2 separate regions of the Mus musculus genome follow, and region 2 is linked to region 1. A link is a contact called in public HiChIP or PLAC-seq data. All regions are on one chromosome and are shown on one strand. Each heading gives the region's core, a stretch centred on a gene start, on an enhancer-like site or on the middle of the called end of the contact. The rest is flanking DNA. Distances are from core to core; before and after follow the strand shown. Region 1 overlaps Arf2 (ADP-ribosylation factor 2). Region 2 overlaps Kansl1 (KAT8 regulatory NSL complex subunit 1).

Region 1 (5,596 bases), core at 260-2,759:
GTCCTGGAACTCTAAATCTGTAGACTAGGTTGGCCTTGAACTCAGGAATACACCTGCCTTTGCCTCCCAAGTGCTAGGACTAAGGCGTGCACCACCACCATCCATTTAATTACTGAGTGGCAGTTTATCTCTCAAAAGAAAAGAGAAGAGAAAGGGATACAAAGAGAACAGGTTTATTTCTCAGTTTACCTCCCCCACACAACCATATTTATTTCTTTTGTTTACACATACTTTTTTCTACAAGTGTAGCTAATATGATAAATATAATTGTTTATAATATAGTACATATATACATTATACATATGCATAATACAATATATCACAATATAATACATAAGATATATTCCATGATATAATACATATAAAATAATATAATATAATACATATATTTCCCTTACTTGCAGGGTGAGGGGCAAGGCTGAGATCAAACCTAGGCCCTTCCATATGCTAAGCAAGTGCTCTTCTTGATATGTAGGTGAGGCTTGCCTGGAATTCATGGTCCTCCAGCTATATATGGCTCCTCTACAAACTCCTCATGTATCAGTGTGCCTTTTCTCTTGTAAGTGTAGTCATTCTGATGGTGGTTTCCTAGATAAAGACCTGCATTAAAATAGTACAAAGTAGGACCTACTATAAAATTTAATTTATTATTTTTTTTCCAAGACAGAGTTTCTCTGTGTAGCCCTGGCTGTCCTGTACTCACTTTGTAGACCAGGCTGACCTCGAACTAACAGAGATCCACCTGCCTCTGTCTCTTGAGTGCTGAGATTAAAGGCATGTGTCACCACACACAGCTTCTATTTTATTTTTATTTTTTTAAAGATTTATGTATTTTTTTATTAGCATTGATGTTTTGGCTACTTATATGTCTGTATGAGGATGTCAGATCCCTTAAAACTAGAGTTACAGACAGTTGTGAGCCTCCATGTGGGTGCTGGGAATTGAACCCAGGTCCTATGGAAGAACAGCCGGTGCTCTTAACCATTGAGCCATTTCTCCAGCCCCCTATTTTATTCTTAAGGAAAAATATTTTATTTAAAATACTCTATTTTAAAGCACCTGGTTTGGCTCTTGATCTCAGAGGACCCCACCCATGGCCGCTTGGGTCTCATTCACACGAACAGCGTCACCTTTTTGGGAGTATACAGTAGAGGACATGGCGTTTTTCGTGTGTTAGCAAAGTGAGAACAGTCACTTGTGCTCTGTGGGTTTCGCATTGGCAGCTAAGGCTCTGCTTGAATTTCCACATCAGTGGTCTACTTAGTCAGAATTGGAATCCAGAACTTCAGGTAGCATACCAATCCTGTGTGGGTAGGGACTTGAATTTTCCCTTTTTAATCTGATGTGATATATCAGACACAGCCTTGACTTACATGAAAATTCTAAGCATGTCAGAAGCCTTGAGAGCTCTTGTCTGCTGGGTAGACTGCCTGGAGGGCCTGGGACACACAGAGGCACGGGCAGAGGACTAGGCCCAGTTTTCTCCCTTGGACAGTTGTGAAATCTCTGTCATCTGACCCTACTTCCTTCTCTACTAGAGTCTCTCCTCCTGCAGTCTCCCCATGAAAAGTGCCCTGAGCTGGGCACAAGCGCAGTTCTCTCAGCAGCTTACTGTATCTTCAGTCCCTCTGCCTCTGTCCTGTCCTGTGGACTTCCTGTGGGGTTTTTCTGCTGCCTTGTTTCCTCATGGAGCTCTTGAAGGTACCTTGACCCCGTCGATGGCCCTTCTAATATCTGCAGAGACCCATCAGTCTCTGACCAAGTGTTTTCTTCCAGGCAGTTTCCCCATTTGAATCACTTGACCTGGCGTCTGATAATCTGCTGACACTTTGAGACCTCCAGAGTGCCTACAATTTAAGAGTGTTAGGGTCCAGCCCTGTAGTATTCCCACCACGATCCGATTGAGGTCCAGAAGAATCTGCTTGTTTCCATTCACATCCCAGAAATAGAGTAGCTGTCACTACTGGTTGTTCAACCTAGGATCCAGGAAGTTCTTTGGATAACTGGGTCACATTTTTGTCTCAAAGGCCTTGCTTTTACCCAAACATCAACTTGTTATTGTTATTGTCATTGTGGAATACTGACTGAGTCGCTGCCCACCCCTGTAGATTCTTCCTGCTTTACTGCTTCCTCCACCAATAAGGCAAGTCTATACAGGTTTTAGCCCTTCCTTTAGTTGTAATGTGGTGCTTCCTTCAGCCTGCTCTGGCTTTTTGACCTCCTGAGATTTCTCTGCTGATACAGTGGAAGCTGCAAGGCTGACACCCACTACTCTGAGCTGGGCTGCCTTGCACAGTTTAGACTCTTATTTTGAAGGACACAATGACTTTTGTCCTCAGCTATAGCGGGGTGGGGTCCCCCAGCCACCCTTACTTCCTGCTGGGTGGTTATAATTCGGCAGCTTTCACTCCACTAGCTGGTTTACTAGCTTGTGAGGATGAAGCACAGACTCAGGATAGACTCTACTTGAAATCACAGTTTTATTACAGCAAAGGACATACATGCAGCAGTGAACAGGAAAGACCCTAGAGGGTGCCTGCCAGCCACAGCTTCTATTGTCCACTGTTCCAGAATTCAGGGAGCAACCCTTTTCTGCTAGCACATGAATGTGAGATAGTGAACAGTGCTGCCCCCAGGGAGGCCTGTGTGAGCTCCTCGAAGCATTGTTTTATTGGGACTTCATTATAGAGGCACATGGAGTGAATTGTTTGACCATGTGAGTTAAACCCCAGCCTCCCTCCTTCCCCAGAGGCAGTCTTATTAGTATAAACTAGCTGGTGGGCTCCCCACCATCAAAGACTCCCCTCCCATTGAAAGTTCTGTTGACAAAAGGACAACCAAAGTCTTTACTGTGGGTGTCCATAGACTCTTGACATCCTCACAAATGTGACCTAAAAATGTTGAGGGTTTTATAACTTTCAGGTGCCTTGGGTATGTATGGAAGGACAAACAATTTCCCTTTTTGTCTCATGGGGACAAACAGCTTTCATATGACTTGGAATGTCCAGTAGCATCCAGCACTGTTTGCCTGGGAGCTGCCACCTTGACTGTTCATTTTTGTGTTGCCTGTCTTTCCTTCAGGCTTCCTCCCTCAAGCCCTTCTACCTGCTTTCCTGGGACCACTTCCAAGGCAGCAGACCCACTCCTAGCCTTCAGGTCACTCTCTGTTTTAGGGATCATCCTTAAACACTGTCACTGTATACACCGTGTTCTTCCAAAATCCCTTTCCCCTCTGAGATGGAAATGTAGTGACTAATCACTAATCCTAACTTTTCTTTGTTCTTTCTGGTTAATCTGGTGAAGGGCTGTAATCCTTCTGAACAAGATAGGTGGGATGAGTGTACAGTAAGCTTCCTAGGTTGGAGATTATATAGACTTTCTAAAAAGAATGATGGGAAAAAAGAAAAGGAAAAAAAAAGGAAACAGAGTCTCACAATGTATTAATAGCTCAGCCTGACTTTGAACTTGTAGGTGATACTTCTGCCTCAGCCTCTGGAGTGTTGGGGTTATAAGCCTGCACCATCTTCTTGTTTTTGCCTCAGTGCAGCCTCACTGTGAGCAGGGAGCAGCTGTGTGGATATATAAAGAGCTGCTCTCTCCAGGGCCTTGTGCTAATATGCTTGGGATTTCTTTTCAGGTCTGATTTTCGTGGTTGACAGTAATGACCGAGAGCGGGTCAATGAGGCCCGGGAAGAATTGACCAGAATGCTAGCAGAAGATGAGCTCAGAGATGCAGTCTTGTTGGTGTTTGTAAACAAACAGGTATGCACTTGTTGGCTTTCTGAACACTGAGACTGAAGTCTACTGCCAGATGGCACACTTAAATATAAGATACCTAAATTAGATGTCTGCCTCCTCCTCCATCTCCTTTTTAGAATGTCATATACCACTCCATAAATACTGATGGAGCATCTGCTAAGTTCCAGGCTTTGCTGCAGGTATTGATTGCGTACTTAGCAATGAACAAGACACAAAAGTCCCTGCGTTTGTGTTTGCTTTGTAGTGGGAGGAGAGGCAGTGAATTAAGACTACTTAGTCTGTCTGGTGCTAAGTGTGTGGAGGAAGGGAGTGCAGAGCAGCCGTGGGAAGTGCTCGTCTGGGCCAGGAGGGAAGGAGCTACAGGTTCAAGAAGCAGAATGAGGGGCGGACACAGGGAAGATTGGATCCCCTGGGGGGTGGGGGGGCTTGTTGTTGGGGAGGAAGAAGCTCATCTAGGAAGGAAGGGCCATGAATGTGGGGGCAGCTGCACCAAGCCAAAGAGAGGCTGGAGTGGGGCTCTGGAGGTGACCTCTGTTCACCGGCTGTGTCTCCTTCCTCCATCCTGTATGCAGCTGAGATTGCACAGTAACGACAGTGCTGCCACCAGTCTTGTCACTTCAGACTTGCTGAAGGCAGTTTTCATGTCACTTCCTCTCCACAAGCAGGACCTGACTAACTCCCCTGTTACTATGTGGTGCTGATAGGGTCCCCGGCAGGTTCACTGGACAGAACATGCTTTAAGGAAGAAAATCATGGCTTTGTTTTTAATGATAAAAGCAGAACAAGCCAAAGTTTAGAATGTCAATTGAAACATTTTTCCTGTGTGCATATGAGCGTGTGAAGAGCCCTTGGGGCTGTGTGGCTGGGAATGGGGCAGCTTTCTCACACTGTGACTTACCCAGGCTGTCCAAAAACCAATATTTCATTAAAGAAAGCCAGTGTTACATTCTGAATGCTACCTTCTATTCCTTTAGCTTTGATTGTCAGGTAAAAGTCAGATTTCTTGAATCTCTTTCCAGAGACAAGACTTTGTATGCCTCTATAAGCAATTATGTGATTATAGACCTATTTAAATCCCAGAGATGATGGTGTGCATTGTTTTGTAGCCTATATTCTTATTTAGCATCTGTCTGACATTCTTCCAAATCAGTACATCTAGATCTTCCCTTGATGCTAATATATTCTAGTTTAGTTTTAGCTTACTGTATACTCAGGTATGGGGCAGAGAGAAAAGAGAAAGATAACTAATTGCTTTACAGTCTAGTTAAAAGAGACATGTTGTACAGTCAGTTACCACACAGAGTAAATAGCTTTTATCAAATGGCTACACATAGGGATGCTATAATAAAGAAGATGAAGTTGACCAGTTAAAAGAGGTCCGGAAGCCTGGCAGGCAGCAGTGGTAGCCTTGACTCTTCTCTGGAGGAAGGGGCACTTTGGTGGGGTTTTGGTAGGAGGATGTGATCTGAAAATAGGCCTTAGGGGCAAGCACGGAATCAGGGTGACCAGTGAGGAGGTTATGTCCATTATCCAAGTGAACTGTGGTGGGGTCAGATTAGGGTGTGGTGGCAGAGAGAATGGTGAGAGGTGGTCAGATTCTGAGTAAATTCTGATGGTAGGACTGTTGGGATTTCCTGCTGTGTGGTCTGAGAAAGAAAAAGCTAAGGTTTTGGGTCTGAGCCACTGAAATAGGGCCGGGGTATGTTTTAGAGGAGGATCCTGTTGCATTGCATGACTACAGGTTGGTAAACTGTTTGCTTGTTTTCTTTAAGGATCTTCCTAATGCTATGAATGCAGCAGAGATCACAGACAAGCTTGGCTTACACTCCCTTCGCCA
Region 2 (5,451 bases), core at 1,034-3,533, 390 kb after region 1:
ATCACTTCTTTAAAGTAGCATGAGTATAGAAAGGGAAAAGATGATAAATATAGAATACTTTTTTTTTGTTGTTGTTTTTTGTTTTTTTTTTTTTTTTTTTTTTTTTTCGAGACAGGGTTTCTCTTTATAGCCCTGGCTGTACTGGAACTCACTCTGTAGACCAGGCTGGCCTCCAACTCAGAAATCTGCCTGCCTCCCGAGTGCTGGGATTAAAGGCGTGTGCCACCACGCCCGGCTAATATATAATACTTTAATGACATTATTTACCAATACTCAAAAAAGAAATGTTTTTACTAAACAAAATCCTCAATTTGAATTTAGGACTAAATAGTCATTTAAACAATATTTATACAAGGAGGAATTTATTTTGTTTTTAGAGACAAAATGTGTGGTAGTAGAGGATGCTTATGAATCTACAACTGAGTTTCTAGGCTATATGAGATCTCATCTCAAAATAACAACAAACATACACATACCAACAACAAAAGTGTACAAATACCTATTTGTGTACAAAAAAAGAAAAGAAAAGAAAAAGATAACCCAAAAGTAAAGATAGATGGGAAAGCAGCTAAAAAGAAAGAGAAAAATTGAGTCTATCTTTTAGAGCTTATTATTGTCTCCTAACCCCTAGATTCCCCAAAAGACCCCTCAACCATTTTGTGGGTGATTTGGTAAGTGGAATACAATATTTAAAAACAAACACAACTCTATCACAAAAAAACATCAACTACCAAAAAGGACATAAGGAAGGCAATGTATGGTGGCACATGCCTTTAATCCCAGTACTATGAGACAGAGGCAGGCAGATCTTTGAGAGTTCTAGGCCAGCCTATCTACACAGTGAGTTCTAAAACAGCCAATGCAGTGTAAAGAGACTTTGTATCAAAACAAAACAAAACCCCACCAAAGAAATAGGCAAACCAACAAACCCACAAGGGGGGGGGGACCCTAAAATTTCAGAAAGCAGTTTAGACTATACAATAGCATTAACATTCTATTCTGTACATGAACATTGTATTCTAGGTTAGTAAATTTGTTTCTCATATGATCTGGTAATCATAAAACTCTCTTTTCATAGGTATTCCATTGAATACATAATTACAGCTAAATGTGGTGGCACACATCTTTCTAGCTACAGCACTCAGAAGGTAGAGTTAGGAGGACTCCTTTGAGCTGGAGGTCAGCTTTGGAAAGCAATACCAAGTATCAAACAAAAACAGACAGGTAACTATCAACAACAAAGTGAAAACTATTATGATCATCTGTTAATCTTACTGTTTTTCATCTTTAGACTATTTTATGTGTATGAGTATTTTGCCTGCATGTGTTTATGTGTGACTCATGATGTGGGTGCTGAGAACTGAATGAAAGTCTTCTGCAAGCCCAACACGTGCTCTTAACAACTGAGCTATCTCTCTCTAGGTCCTAGTCTCAAACTCTTCATTTTTCCAAAGCCTTTTCTAGTATTGCTTGGTTGTTCCAACTCATAATTTTTAAAACATACAAATGAGCAAACAATAAAATAAAAATAGATGTAGTAAAGATGTATGAACAACAGCAGTTGGGTTTCCTGGCTACATCTATTGGGAAATCCTTTTTTTTTTTTTCCGGGGGTGGGTGGGTGGGGGTGGGGCTTCGAGACAGGGTTTCTCTGTGTAGCCCTGGCTGTCCTCGAACTCAGAAATCCGCCTGCCTTTGCCTCCTGAGTGCCTATTGGAAAATCTTATAACCATAATCCAGTCAGCAATGACTATAACCAGTGCACGTGGCCCCAGATCTTGGTCTCTCGACACTGTTTTCCAAAGGCCAGCCCATCTACACAGTTAGTTCTAAAATAGCCAGTGCAGTGTAGAGAGAGACTTCATATCAAAACAAAACAAAACTCTACCAAAGAAATAGGCAAACCAACTACCACTACCTCAAAATAAAACAAAACAAAAACTAAGATAAATAAGTAAACAAGTAAAAATGCCACAGGAGCCAATCTGAGGGAGTTCCCAATGCCATAACGAGGTAATTCAATCAACTGAATCTAAACCTATATAAAATAAGATTAATGGTAATCCTGGAATGAGTAACCAAATCAAGAGCTGTGCACATAGTAGGTTCAGTGTGTAAAACACTTGTCAGGCAAGAATGAAGACTTTAGTTTAGATCCCCAGTGCTTACATAAATCATGGGCTAGAGTGGCAGTCCTATAATCCCAGAGCTAGGGGAGCAGAGGCAAGGGAGCCCCAGAGCAAGCTCTCTGGCTAGATTGACTATCTAGTCAGACTGATGCTGAACTCCTGATCTGCTGCTGCAACTTAGCATGTGATGTTATTACAGGCATGTGCTATGACACACTCAGCTTTATGTCTTTCTCTCTCTGGTTTTTTGAAAGAGCTTCTTTGAATAGCTCTAGCTCAGCATCAGAGTTCTGCCTGCTTCTCCCTTGAGTGCTGGAAGCATAGCCAAAAAAAAAAAAAAAAAAAAAAAAAGCCAGTATTTTTTAAAGGAAAAATTGAGAAAAATGAGTACTCCAGAATGAAATTGTGCAAAGAAAGGAAAAAAGATAAAGAAAAGATCTGAGCTAGAAGTATAAATCGAAGATTATTAAGATACTTTTATTCTCATTATGAAATAAAAATCATTCATAAAAGCATTTATGGTATTTCTATGGTAAAAATCTCTGATCCAAAAATTTTCCCTTTGGTTTTTTTATTTGTTGAGAATTTTTTGTACAATATGTTTTGATACTTACACACACACTCACTCATTTCATCTCCTCCCTACCCGCCTCATCTAACTTTGTGTCCCTATTTAAAAAAAAAAAAAAAAAAAGGCCTGGTCATGCCTTCTGATGCATGCCTTTAATCCAAGCACCCTGGGAGGCACAAGTAGGGAGGATCTCTCTGTGTTAAAGGCCATCATGGATTACATAGCGAGTTCTAGGATAGCCAGGACTATATAAGATAGATCATGTCTCAAAACCCTTCCCCCCCAAAGTCTAATTGTGCTGCCTATATATTCTTGTACATGTGGCCTTCCACTGGAAAAAACAAACCCCTCTCGGCTATTAGTCGGCAGAAGCTCCTGGGGTATTAGGGGTAGGATTTTGTGCACAACTTCCCCTTCTTCTTTTTTTTTTTTTTGGTTTGGATTTTTTTTTCGAGACAGGGTTTCTCTGTACAACTTCCCCTTCTATGATGGTATTTTTGTCTGGGTAGAGTTTGTACACATCTTGTGTATGCTGTCATAACCATTTTAAGTTTACAAGTGCAGCTGCCCTGCTGTGATTGGAAGACTGGTTTCCTAGTTGCTACCCACCATCTCTGGCTCTTATAACCTTTATACCTTTCTTCCCTAAGAGTCTGTTTTTCTGAGCCTTTGGGGTGGGGTGCAACACAGATGATGTCCCACTGAGGACTAAGTACTCCTAATTCAACTTTTAATGTTTTGATTTTGTTTTTATATATTTGAGACAGGGCTCCATATTTTCTAACCTTGATTCAAGCTTACTAGGTAGCAAACCATGACCAATATTCGGATACTCCTCCTAAGCTCTAGGATTACAGGTGAGCACTACACCACACCTGGCTTATGCAGTGCTAAGAATTGAACCAGAGCTTTGCACATAACAGACAAGCCCTCTGTCTCACAACTTTATTCTCTCTCTCTTTGTCTTATGTAAAATGTGGCTGTCCCTTTGCTTCAACTTGTTTAAGAGCCTGTCCCCCCACCCATTATATTGGTCCAGAAAAGTTATCCTACTAAAACTGTATGAGTGTGTTACACCTATGTGCCCTGATTCAACCACTACTCTGTAACTTTTTATGTGGCTGCAGTTTCTTGACCTATTAAGAGCTATCTTTTTTCTTTCCCCCTTTTCTATCTTTTATACTTACCAATTTATCTCTCCCATGATCTGTCTTCACCTCAGAACTAAGTGAAAGTAAGTCTGTTGTATGATCTGGGAAAGGTGCCTCCCCAAGGACTATCAACCCCTGTAGGACAAAGAGTAGAAAAACAGTGTGAGTGGTATAAACTACCAAGTTTAAGAATTAATCTCAAATTGGTTGGGGCTCAGAGTTTTGCTAACCAGAGGCCTTTCCCTTATTCTATGGCTTAAAAAAAGCCTGAAAAGCAGCAACACTACAGCACTTGTACTCATCTGGGCAAGGCCCTGGATTCTTTTTCACTTATTTGTTTTGTTTTTCAAGACAGGGTTTCTCTGTGTAGCCCTGGCTGTCTTCAAACTCAGATATCCACCTGCTTCTCCCTACCACCTCCTTGAGGGTTTAAAGGTGACCACCATCACCCAGTCAAGGTCCTGGATTCTAACCCTGTCAAAAGGCTTCAACAAAAAGCTGAGGAGTGTAGCACAATTTCAGTAAGATGTTAGGATTCAAAACTGAGCCAGAGGGATGGCTCAGGAAGTAGAGTAGCTTGCTGCTATGCCCATAATATACACAGTGAAGGGGGAAAGCTGAATCCATGCGTTGTCTATTTGCCTACAAGTTTTCTCTGCAGCATGGGTGTAAACACTCATTATTAAATGTAAATTTGAAAGACAGATTTGGACACTCTATCCACTTTTTTTCACTTTAGGATATTTTATTGTAACTGATACAGTATAAACTCCACTTTATTAGATTAATACCATTAATGGGAGGGTTTCAGTTATATGTGTATAAACAATTACCAAACTGGGATGGAGAGATGTCTCAGCTATTAAGAGCACTGGTAACTTTTGCAGATGTCCTGAGTTCAATTCCTGCTTTTGGTGTATCTGAAGAGAGTAACAGTATACTCACATACATGAATGAATGAATGAATCCTAAGGGAAAAAAAGTCCCCATGTATTCTCCCTGCAATAGAGGTATCTGAATATACTAGAATGGGACTAGGGACACACTAGATAAAAAGTAAAGACTCCTAAGAGAAAAAGAAAGGTCAGTAATTCACATGGGAGAAACATTTACCTCTGGAGAAATGGGATTCCACACTACGTTGATACTAACAATTTTTATTAGTTCAAAAATCTCATGCTCAGTACATTAAGGATATAGTTCAGTGGTGTAGTTAGTCTGTGCTTAGTGTGAGGGTCTCTAAATTCAATCTCTAGTACATGAAAAAGTCCATTATGAAGCCACAAAAACAGGTATTTGAAAACATTATCATAAGTGTATGTATAAACAATAGTTTTTAAATTTAATAAAAAGTAGCATACTTTAAAGTTTCTCCATTAAAAAAAAAAAAAAAAAAACCTCAATCTGAATTTGGTGCCTCATACTCAACATCACAGCATTGAGGAAGATGAGGATAGAGGAAGGCCACAGATTCAAGGTCACTTTTCTGGCCCGTAATACAACTGTCTCAAAAACCAAAATCTTGACAATGTTTTCCTCCTTAATTCAGTAAGCATAAAATTGACCTCCTAAACCTTACCATTTAAAAGTAAAACCTGCT

What was found. HiChIP or PLAC-seq counts read pairs in DNA pulled down with a chosen protein or histone mark.
Region 2: an H3K4me3 HiChIP or PLAC-seq map of bone marrow-derived macrophages shows a contact between it and region 1, with 8 times the contacts expected there. The contact joins two enhancer-like sites. A contact is called at or near these places in 1 of 115 datasets of contacts at active chromatin or transcription factors (bone marrow-derived macrophages) and 1 of 9 other capture datasets (adipose tissue).

What each region holds. Positions count from the first base shown.
Region 1 is chr11:103,978,057-103,983,652 of GRCm38.p6, forward strand. Arf2 (ADP-ribosylation factor 2) reads left to right here. Exons shown (of 5, transcript NM_001304574.1): 4 at 3,638-3,762; 5 at 5,532-5,596. Among named protein-coding and RNA genes, the nearest start is that of Arf2, 14 kb to the left of the region's middle. Within about 2 kb of position 1,510, at least 53 of the 459 cell types and tissues checked have an H3K27ac peak or open chromatin away from gene starts, as enhancers often do. A contact at or near this core is called in bone marrow-derived macrophages, where this site is marked.
Region 2 is chr11:104,364,793-104,370,243 of GRCm38.p6, forward strand. Kansl1 (KAT8 regulatory NSL complex subunit 1) reads right to left here. Exons shown (of 15, transcript NM_001372459.1): 4 at 3,888-3,986. Among named protein-coding and RNA genes, the nearest start is that of Kansl1, 75 kb to the right of the region's middle. Within about 2 kb of position 2,284, at least 57 of the 459 cell types and tissues checked have an H3K27ac peak or open chromatin away from gene starts, as enhancers often do. A contact at or near this core is called in bone marrow-derived macrophages, where this site is marked.